Linked DNA regions of Mus musculus: all the other regions are linked to region 2. The links are chromatin contacts, called in public HiChIP or PLAC-seq maps. All regions are on one chromosome and are shown on one strand. The core of a region is the stretch at or near the end of the contact, and the rest is flanking DNA. Distances in the headings are between cores, read along the strand shown.

The links. HiChIP or PLAC-seq counts read pairs in DNA pulled down with a chosen protein or histone mark.
Region 1: a contact with region 2 is called in a FOXA1 HiChIP or PLAC-seq map of pancreatic cancer cells. The contact joins two enhancer-like sites. A contact is called at or near these places in 1 of 484 Hi-C or Micro-C datasets (reprogramming fibroblasts), 1 of 115 datasets of contacts at active chromatin or transcription factors (pancreatic cancer cells) and 1 of 9 other capture datasets (embryonic stem cells).
Region 3: a contact with region 2 is called in a FOXA1 HiChIP or PLAC-seq map of pancreatic cancer cells. The contact joins two enhancer-like sites. A contact is called at or near these places in 2 of 39 promoter capture datasets (embryonic stem cells and hippocampal neurons), 1 of 484 Hi-C or Micro-C datasets (embryonic fibroblasts) and 1 of 115 datasets of contacts at active chromatin or transcription factors (pancreatic cancer cells).

The regions. Positions count from the first base shown.
Region 1 is chr6:147,116,596-147,120,032 of GRCm38.p6, forward strand. No RefSeq gene overlaps it. Among named protein-coding and RNA genes, the nearest start is that of Klhl42, 27 kb to the left of the region's middle. Within about 2 kb of position 1,371, at least 36 of the 459 cell types and tissues checked have an H3K27ac peak or open chromatin away from gene starts, as enhancers often do. A contact at or near this core is called in pancreatic cancer cells, where this site is marked.
Region 2 is chr6:147,758,038-147,761,577 of GRCm38.p6, forward strand. No RefSeq gene overlaps it. Among named protein-coding and RNA genes, the nearest start is that of Gm15762, 39 kb to the left of the region's middle. Within about 2 kb of position 2,239, at least 44 of the 459 cell types and tissues checked have an H3K27ac peak or open chromatin away from gene starts, as enhancers often do. A contact at or near this core is called in embryonic fibroblasts and pancreatic cancer cells, where this site is marked.
Region 3 is chr6:146,943,673-146,947,067 of GRCm38.p6, forward strand. All of the region lies in intron 2 of Ppfibp1 (PTPRF interacting protein, binding protein 1 (liprin beta 1)), which reads left to right. Among named protein-coding and RNA genes, the nearest start is that of 1700034J05Rik, 9.1 kb to the right of the region's middle. Within about 2 kb of position 1,464, at least 52 of the 459 cell types and tissues checked have an H3K27ac peak or open chromatin away from gene starts, as enhancers often do. A contact at or near this core is called in embryonic fibroblasts and pancreatic cancer cells, where this site is marked.

The sequences.
Region 1 (3,437 bases), core at 121-2,620, 640 kb before region 2:
CATCTTAAATATCAAAGCCTGCTTCTGTGGTGCTCACAGTTCCTACCTAAAACTGTAATTTTATAAACTTTGAAGTGGATCAGCTCCGGAGAAAACCTGCTAGCGCTCCAGAAAGCCTTTAAACGGTATCGCCAGTATTCTCGGCCACCTAGCGGTAAAAATCTGAACTGCAAACCTTGTGCCTGTCTTGGGACGCTACTCTAAACCATGGTTGAGGGAGCTGGCCAGCAAATTCCAGCCTCCTAGCCACAGTGGCCATGTGTGGTCGACTGTGGCTCCGTCATTCCTCTAGGGGGTTTGAGAGACCCAGAGAATCTCGACTACTTATGATTGCTTTTGTGGCTGGAATGAACATAGCTCATTCCTTTAGAGTCATGTGTGCCAGAAAAATAGGGTTCTCTCTATAAAACTAGGTTCAGTATGTTTTCCAGTTTGAGAATAGATAGATGTATATGAATCCTTCTGTTCTTCCTCCTCCTTCTCCCCCTCCTCTCCCGCCTTTCCTGTCATACCCCTTTTCTTTCTCTTTCTTTTTCTTTCTTTCTCTTTCTTTCTCTCTTTCTCTTTCTCTCTCTGTCTGTCTGTCTGGTAAATATTCTGAAGAAGCAATTTAAGGATATGATGTGGCTTCATCACAACAGCTAGCAGGAACGTGAGGCTGACTTTGCATGTCTCAGGATCTGGAATCTCTCTCTCTCTCTCTCTCTCTCTCTCTCTCTCTCTCTCTCTCTCTCTCTCTCTCTCATTTGTTTTGTTTTTGTTTTTGACCAGAACCCCACCCCAGCCTGTGGGATGTTCACCTACATTAACAGGATTAATTTTAATTTTAGCTAATTTTTTTCTGTTTCTCAGTTAATCCTCTCTGGAAACCCTCTTACAAACAAATTCATTGATGCCCTAACAGCCTTTTCATTTAGTTGAGCTGGCATAAAACTTGCCCATGATAGAACTGAGGAAACAAAGCACTGAATAGCTCTGTTACCACCAGAAATCTTACACAGATGAACAGAAACCATAAGAATCATGTGAGAAGAGCCCAACCAAATGCTTCAGATGATGTAAATCCCCATTTCCAGCTCTGGTCAAGCGGTACTGTGATGGTCTAGATATTGTTCTCTGGTCATGAACAAACTTGACTGTGGACATTGGCAAGCTCTCCCAGCCTCAGTTTCTCTACTCTTAAAACTGGATAGTATCCGGAGTGCAGTGAAATGAACTAACTACTGTGGGTGAGAGCGCGGTTTTGGAGCGGAGGTGAGGTGGCGTTGTTTCCTTGGTTCCTCTGTTTGGAGGCACTTGATACCTCTGGAGCATGCGTCCACAACACCACCTGGGTGCATGAGCTCAGCCTTGAGTCACAGGACAGATCAACTCTGTGTGATTCACCTTCCTGGGGCTCCTTAGTCATCTACACTGGTCCAGACAAGGCTGCCCCAGCTGGGACTGCTCAAGCTTTGCTTTGAGTCAGGTTGTGCTATTTACTGATAGTCTTCCCGAGATGTGTGGTGTTTGTGTATGGACCTGTGGTGTGGCCAAGGTAACACACATGTTCTGGGGAAAGTTGTGAATTGCTACAGAGACCTGGAAACTGCTGTTCAGCTTGGAGGGAACTGAACTTTTGGGTTGCTCTGAAAGTGCTCTCCAACATCATCTGCCCTTGCCACTGGAACATCAGGGATGCTCGCCAGCCATGAAGAGAAACTTCAGTGGGGCCTTAACACTTTCCCTAAACATTAGACATTTTGGTAATAATGGCAGCCACAGTCATAGCTGTAAGTCATTGCTGTTTCTGTGCTGGTGGTGAATTCCCATTATGTAAATTTGACTTATGATTCGAACAAGCATCAAAGTTACAAATTAGAGGTACTCTTTTATTTTCTGAAGAAGGAATGTTGAATTTACAATTATTAACTGTGCTTACCAACAGGTATTACTGTGACATTTCCACATAAGCACATGGGCTTTGGTCTTAGCCTCCCCCCCCCCCCCGTTCCCTTGTTCTTTTGTAATCACCTACACTCAACATTTTGTTTGATTTTAAATCTGGTTTGTACGCATGACAGGAAGCAGTGATGCTTGTCTTTCTCAGGACACTAGATTCTTCTGTCAACCCATGGTATCCAAGGAGATCCCTGCCACATCACACAGTCCTCGGACTCTCAGGTTTGTGAGTAAAATGTCTTAGAACCTGCACACATCCTCCTGAATAATTTAAACCATCTCTAGATGCTAGTGACCCCCAAAGAAGGAAGGAGATGCACAGTCATTACACTGTCATCTAGGGGTAGTGTGGAGATACTCAGTTGTTACACTGCCATCTAAGGGTAGGGTGGAGATACTCAGTTGTTACACTGTCATCTAGGGGTAGGGTGGAGATACTCAGTTGTTACATTGTCATCCAGGGGTAGGGTGGAGATACTCAGTTGTTACACTGTCATCTAGGGGTAGGGTAGAGATACTCAGTTGTTACATTGTCATCCAGGGGTAGGGTGGAGATACTCAGTTGTTACACTGTCATCCAGGGGTAGGGTAGAGATACTCAGTTGTTACACTGTCATCCAGGGGTAGGGTGGAGATACTCAGTTGTTACACTGTCATCTAGGGGTAGGGTAGAGATACTCAGTTGTTACACTGTCATCTAAGGGTAGGGTGGAGATACTCAGTTGTTACACTGTCATCTAAGGGTAGGGTAGAGATACTCAGTTGTTACACTGTCATCTAAGGGTAGGGTAGAGATACTCAGTTGTTACACTGTCATCTAAGGGTAGGGTGGAGATACTCAGTTGTTACACTGTCATCTAAGGGTAGGGTGGAGATACTCAGTTGTTACACTGTCATCTAAGGGTAGGGTGGAGATACTCAGTTGTTACACTGTCATCTAAGGGTAGGGTGGAGATACTCAGTTGTTACACTGTCATCTAAGGGTAGGGTGGAGATACTCAGTTGTTACACTGTCATCTAAGGGTAGGGTGGAGATACTCAGTTGTTACACTGTCATCTAAGAGTAGGGTGGAGATACTCAGTTGTTACACTGTCATCTAAGGGTAGGGTGGAGATACTCAGTTGTTACACTGTCATCTAAGGGTAGGGTGGAGATACTCAGTTGTTACACTGTCATCTAAGGGTAAGGTAGAGATACTCAGTTGTTACACTGTCATCTAAGGGTAGGGTGGGATAAGGAAGAGTATATACAGGTTCAGTAGAGATGAATAATTTTTATTTAGGATCTTTTTTATTTGTAGTGATAGATGAATGTGGAATCTACAAGTGCAAAGGACCGAGGGTACACTGTGGTGAAAGTCTTAGTTAATGCAATCAGGTACCCCACCCACCCCCTTCATGCTCAGCACTGTCCTAGTCTGGCTGATAGACTACAAAGATAATATATTCTTGAAATGCCCATACCACTGCCTTCAGGAGATAGCCACTGCGCACAT
Region 2 (3,540 bases), core at 989-3,488:
TAAGAGAATTTGCACTTCTAGGACTTGTGTGGTTGCTAAAATGATTTACTTCTCTGACAACGTGAAAGAAGTTTGATCTGCCAGGCTTAAGATAATAATTCCCTTAAGATAATAATGCTCTAATTTCCCAACATAAATGTTGTTTGTAAGGTAGGGGTATTAAAATGGAGACAAAAATAATCGGAGGACCACCATGACTCTGGAGCATACACACACACACACACACACACACACACACACACACACATGCACATACATACACACCATGAAAAATAATAACATGTAGTTAGTTATTTAGTAGAGGAAATGGTGAAAAATGCCCTACTTGGAGGAGGTTTGCTAATGTTAAGAGAGAAAGCTCTAATAGCCTCCCACTGCCAAGGCTGCCTGGGTCACTTCTACCACACTCCAACCGTGTGGTGTGGAGGAAGTTGGCCTCACTGAGAAACATCTAGAAGGCTGTCACTATGAATATCCAGTTTTAGAAATAAGCTTGTAGGAACTGTGTCCTCCCTGAAGGCTCGTCCAGTGTGATCACATTTGGAGACAGGTCTTCAGTGAGGGAATTATGGTTGAATGAGGTCATGAGTGGTGGGACCTAGTCCAGTAGCACTAGTGTTTTTATAAGAGGAACAGGGTGGGGGTAGGGATATGGCTCACTGAATAAAGTACTTGCTGTGCTGGTATGCATCAGACACATACACAAACAGTAGACTGGTCTCCTTTCTGTCCATCTCTTGTGTCCAGGGAGGATAATGCTGGTGGTCACCCACAGGTCAGAGAGAGACCACAGCACCTTCACTTTGGACTTACAGCATGATGTGTTCTTCTTGGAGCCACACACCCAGAGGTATTGTGATGTAGACAGAGTTAGCATACACCTCAGGGATCCCTTTAACAGAGATCCCTTCAACCTTTGATCCCCAGTGTGCAAGTCCACCTTCATGTTCCCTCCATTCAACTCACCCTGTCTGGATTTGCCCTCTCTTCCATGAGACCAGATCATCTGTTCACACATGATGCAGGACTGGGTTGCCTACTCAAAATAGCAGCTCAGTGTCTTCTTGCTTGACAGAGCATCTTGCAAAAGCTATCTTCATAATAGCTTTTATGTAGGTCTTCATAAACCAGACCTACAGCTCAACTCCTCTTCCATGTACTGCTGTAACCTAGCCCAAACTAGGCATCAATCATCCCCAACTACCTGTTTCTCCGTCTTCCAGGCCCTTAAGGAGAAGTGAGGAAGCAGCTCATTTGTCTCCTACCCCCACCTCCGCACCCTCCCCACCTGCATTGTCTGGCCCAAACAGAATGTAACACATTTTAACAGATGCAAAGACACTCAATGTAGTATAGCTTATTACACCTGGAAGAGAAATTTGCATATTACATCCGACATTCCAGAGAGTAGGATTCATTTAAGACATGAATCTTCCCACAAGGAACTTAAAGCTTATTTAGGGAGGTCAGACATACACTTGAAAACTGTGGTGAAACGTATTTCTGGATCTCACAGGTACTCATTGCCCAGTTTCTAAAAACTGGCCGTACAAATTTTCCACTAGCTTGGAAGGAATATCCACCCACTGCACCGAATCTACTTGCATGTTTACGGTTATGGGAGGTGCAGGTACAGCCTGGGAGAAGGTCTTGTTCCCAGGAGATAAGCTGCGTTTATGATTGAAAGGAAGGGAGTGAGCACACTGGTCTTCCTGGCACCAGAAGCGAGCCGGTGAGAAACAAGGATATTTTTATTAATGTTCAAGCCACTTTGGATGAATGGTCATAACTGATGATGACAATTATTATTTATTAAAGCTTATAGTCCATAAAAGTAAATGGCTTTCCCTCCTTAGTGTGTGGCTGAGTAGGGTGGTTATGGCCTTTGATGGAGAAGGTCTCTGACTTGGTTTGGGGTTTCTGACCTCTGAAATGATTTCAGTGTTACATTGCTGTGCTATGTAGGGACCTAGAAGAATCCAGAGATGACTGAGGTTGAGATGCCAGGGGACAGCCCATTAGAAAGTGTAGCAAGGGGCTGCTGCACACAGAAGTATCAGGAAAAGCCCCTATGATCCAGGTCCTGGAGGACACACACACACACACACACACACACACACACACATATATATGAAAAGAAAAAAAAAACCAAATGAGTCACTTAAGACCCCACTTTGCAAGGCTGACTTTCCTAATTGTCACAACTGACTTTCTTATCAAGTTACTAGGTGACTCAGCTCTGAGAACTCTCCTTCCTGCCCTGCCCAGATCCCTCCCACTGGAGGGGACTTGGTCACAGCAAGAGAATGGGGCAGTGAGAGGAGATGATGTGCCCCTTCCTGTGATTGCTCTAGTATTTTTCTGGGCTGTGTTTGCCTTGGCAGTTTTCATAACAGCAGAAGAGAGCTGGGGTACATCTCTCTCAAAGGCCGTCCTTGAGTGCAAAGGACACACGGTTTCAGTTGGCTGAGCCTGGGAAGTTGGTATTAAACAAGACCACAATTGGGCAGAAAGAGTGAAACACTCTTTGGATATAAAACTTAACAGAGTACTTACTGTCTGTAATAAAGATAAAAGATATATTCTATGTTCCTAGTACAATGTTTAAGCTAGTATAAAAACCCACAAGGCAGAACATTTAATAATTTCAATTGAGGAGAGATAGTACTGTTTGTCTCATAAGAGCTTCCCAGTGAACTGGGAACAAGTATGCTCTACACAGATGTATCTTGCTTTCAGTTGTAGAGTTTCATGATATCTTGCGTGGTTCAAATACAGAGCAGCGTTTCCCTGTGTGTGTGCCAGGGACACATTTTCCTATAGCCCTCAGACTTTCCTGACCACAATGGCATTGAAGCTTAGCAATCTGTTTACCTTTAGAAGAGGGCTGTGAGTGGAGAGATTTCCTACCAAAGAGGGCTAGGCAGGCCTTGACACACATGGATAACATGCCATCAATTGTCCCCTGGAGGGCATCAAACATGACCCTGGGGAGTGCATAGCATGGGAGGTTCAGATGGGTTTAGATGCTGAGCAAAAGGTGGATTTGGAATGACAACCTCAGAGCCTTTGATCAATGACACAGGCTCCTGGACAAGCACTGTACTTCATCATTAAAGATACTTTCTATGAAATCAAAGAAAATCAAACCTGTCATCACTTAAAACCTCACATTATAAAGTTTCTGTGTATATATGTGGCATGTATGTGTAGTTATGTGTTACATTTGTGTGTCATGTGAATATGGTATTCGTATTATATGTGATTTATATATGTATTAATAGGTATGGGTTTGTGTGCTGTAGGTGTGTGTTGCTTGTGTGTTATATGTATGTGTTGTGTGTATATGTGTGTGTTGTGTGTGTTGTGTCATATTTATGTGCTGCATGTGTATATGTGTTTATATACATATGTATGTGTATATATTGTGCAGATGTGTGTGATGCCTATTTGCCTAAGGGGGGATTCCAATCATCTTCTTCCACCATCTCTCCTGACTTGAACCAAAGCCTCAATGGAGTAGAAGTTCATCCTTTTGGC
Region 3 (3,395 bases), core at 214-2,713, 820 kb before region 2:
AGCCATTTGTAAGAATGAGGTGAAGCCCCCTGTCTAGCTATGTCTTTGCCTTCTCTTAAATGGTTTAAGAATGGCTGTAACATGGGATGGCTTCCACCCATACAGGCCTGCCTGTGTGTCCATATAGCACTTTGCTGTGAGCCTGCAATTTGCAGCCTCTGATAGAGTATAGCCCCTGACATAGTGTCAATCCTGTCTCCCCCCGCCCCCTCAGGAAAGCATATCCCATGACTATGTCCTATCTGCCCTTTTCTTTATAACCCCCTTGCACTCACTGTCACTCTGTTCCTTAGAATTGACATGTCTATTTCCTGACTTTTTTTTTTGTGGAGTGAGCATAATTAATATGAAATACATTTTACCAAAACAACAATAAAAAACAAAAGTAAAGATCTCATGTCTTTAACATGAAGTGTTTCTAAAGTTTTTTTTTTTTTAAAGATTTATTTATTTCATTTACATGAGTGCACTGTAGCTGTCTCCAGACACAGGAGGGCATCAGATCCCATTACAGATGGTTGTGAGCCACCATGTGGTTGTTTGGAATTGAACTTAGAACCATCTCTCCAGCCCTTAGAATTTCTTGAGAGTGGTGCTAAGGATTGGATTTTAGAATATTTAGGATTATAGATTTTTGTGTTGGGAATAATCCATTGCTTTCTGTGTGACAGGTATCAAATGTGAATTTCTTTTTCTCTCCCTCCCTTGCCTTCCTTCCTTTCTTCCCCCCTCCCTCCTCCCCTCCCTCCCTTCTTCTTTCCTTCCTTTTTCCCTCCCTTTCTTCCTTTGGAGGTGATTGGTCCCCACATCAGGGTTCCAGTAAGCCAAGGCCTTCCATTGCTTCAGAAGTACAAAAATAGAGAATAGATTTAAGTGGGTTTGTAAATCCCCCCCATTTAGCCCAGTTCATACATCTGTGCATCATGATCCAAGGACAGAGACTCTGCCTGCTGTGTGCACATTTTACTTTCAGGAGGTATTTGTAGAAATTATGGAAGCTTTGAGTTTGTGGTATATAATCCATTGCTAACTATAGTACAATAATGTCCTCCCTGTTTACATTTGTACCCAAATTCAAATTGTCATGGCACTGTCAGATATGCTTGTCTGTGTGGATTTTACTTTATATCTTCTCTCTGTAGTAGTAATTCTGGCTTGGCCTTAGAGTGTTATCGGGCATTTGGCACTGTGATATGCAGATTTTAGAGGAAAAGGTCAGCAGCTGTCTTTCTGGGCTATTCTGGGCATTTTGTACTATATTTACTTGGGACCTAACTTTTCTGACCCTTGTTTTTTGGTACCTACCCCTGCCGTGGCCTCTCAGCTTGCTTGGAAGCTTTTCAGTCATTGTGTGCATGGATGGCAGTTTTGTTCAACAAATGAGCATTCGACTTAGAGCAGAGCTAGGACATAGGGCAGAAGCCTCCACTAATGTCCCTCATTTTGAGCATGGGATTCCTGAATGACGCAAGGAAGCCAGATTCCTGTGCCTGGGCATTGAAATTGTTTACTCTTGGAGGAGGTTAGCTCTGTCCAGGAGTCATGTGGCTTCTGAGGCATTCTTAAAGGTTTTGTTTAGCTTAGTGGAATCTGAGTTGCCTTATTCTTCATAATTTTTGAAAACCGTACAATGTATATTTGCTTAGACAAGTGAGACCTTGAATTGTTCTAGGAAAATTCATTGTGTTAGAACTGGCTGCCAAAGGCAGAAGGTGTCAAGGGATTCAACAAAGACTCAGCTCCAGGACTGTGCAGAAACACAGTTATTAGTGACTTATGCATGGAAGTGTACCTAAGGTAGGTCCTCATATCATGAGACAGAAAGACGTTTATATGATAAACTAGGCAAAGGGAGCCATGGGCAACTGGAATGCATCTGGGCTTTTTCAACAAGAAAAACCAGTTGTAGAGGAGCCAGGCATGGTAGTGCATGCCTGTAATTCTAACACGTGGGAGGCCGAGGCAGGGGGATAGTGAGCATGTGGCCAGACTGGCTTACAGAGTAAGACTCTGTCTCAAAACAACAACAAAACCCTGTTACTGGGCTGTGTGTGCAGTCCAGGTTTTACCTAGTGTACACAAGGCCCTGTTTGGTTCCCAGCTCTGCAAAGAAAAAGATATATATTAAAATTATATATAATATAATATATTACATATATTAGTATTATAAGGTCACTTCAGAAGCAGAGTATGTGTCAATGGCTGGCACCAAAAGCTTATCTGAGGTTTTTTGTTTTTTGGGTTTTGAGGCTGGGATAAGTCCTCAAATTAACACATTTCCAGCCTCAGCTTCCTTCATTGCTGGATTGCAGGTGTATGCCATGTTGCCTGCTTGACCAATTATCTTTTTAGAATTTTTTTTAAAAGATTTATGTTTATTTCTTGTATGTGAATGCTTTGCCTTTGTGTATATATGTATGCACACCACACGTATGCCTGGCGCCCATAGAGGTCAGAAGAGGGCTTTAGATACCCTGGAAGTGGAGTTACAGGTGGTTGTGAGCTGGGAACGGAACCTGAGTCCTCTGTAGTTCCTTGGCCAGTTATCTTAGTGACTCTGCTGATTCTGAGGAGCCTGGATGCATGCAAAGGTCTCCTGGAAAGCAGAATAGACACCTTCGTGTCAAACTGGGTCCTTGCTGTGCTATGTATTGGTTTTGCCTGAGTCCGACACTGAACAGCCCTTTCAGAGCCCTTTCACCCACACTGGGGCTCCTGTGTGTCTGGGAAAGGTTAACACCCAAGCTCCAAGCAGGAAATGATAAGAATGGCAGGCCTTCAGTCATTGGCCTTCTCACAGGAGAAGACAGCACGCACCCCTAACCCACAGCAACCCCCTGGGTCTGGTGGCTCTCCTTTGTAAGGCTGAGTGATCCAGAAAGGCTGAGATAGCAAACTGGGGCCCAAGAGTAGTGCAGGCTCTGGGGGCTGGGTGTTGTTTCCTGAGATAGCACTGAAAAGGGAAAAAAGTGTCTGTGGTGGGACTCTGCTCTCCGGACTCCTGTCTCTTGTCACCTCATGAGTGATGCTCTGTAAAGTTGGCATGAACCTGAAGTAACTGGGTATTTTTCCTAGAGGAAATACAGAATTAATTTCCTGCCAGCCTCTGGTCACGGCATTTTTTGTCAACCAAATTAGTACCTAACCTTGTTTTATGTGTTTCTTTTTAGGCATGATTTAATAGTTGAATCATTAACATCTAGCTCATGGCCAAGTGCATTCTGACCCATGCATGCATAAAGCTTGGCTGAAAAACGTATTGTTTGTCCCCGAGGTCTCTCAGCCTTCTTGACTTGGGGATGTCAGGTAGCCTTTTTCAGCACCAAGCTGGGGGCAGGGGTGGGGATGGGTGGGGAATCTTTGAGACAGTAAAATTTCCAGTGAAAGGCACATTG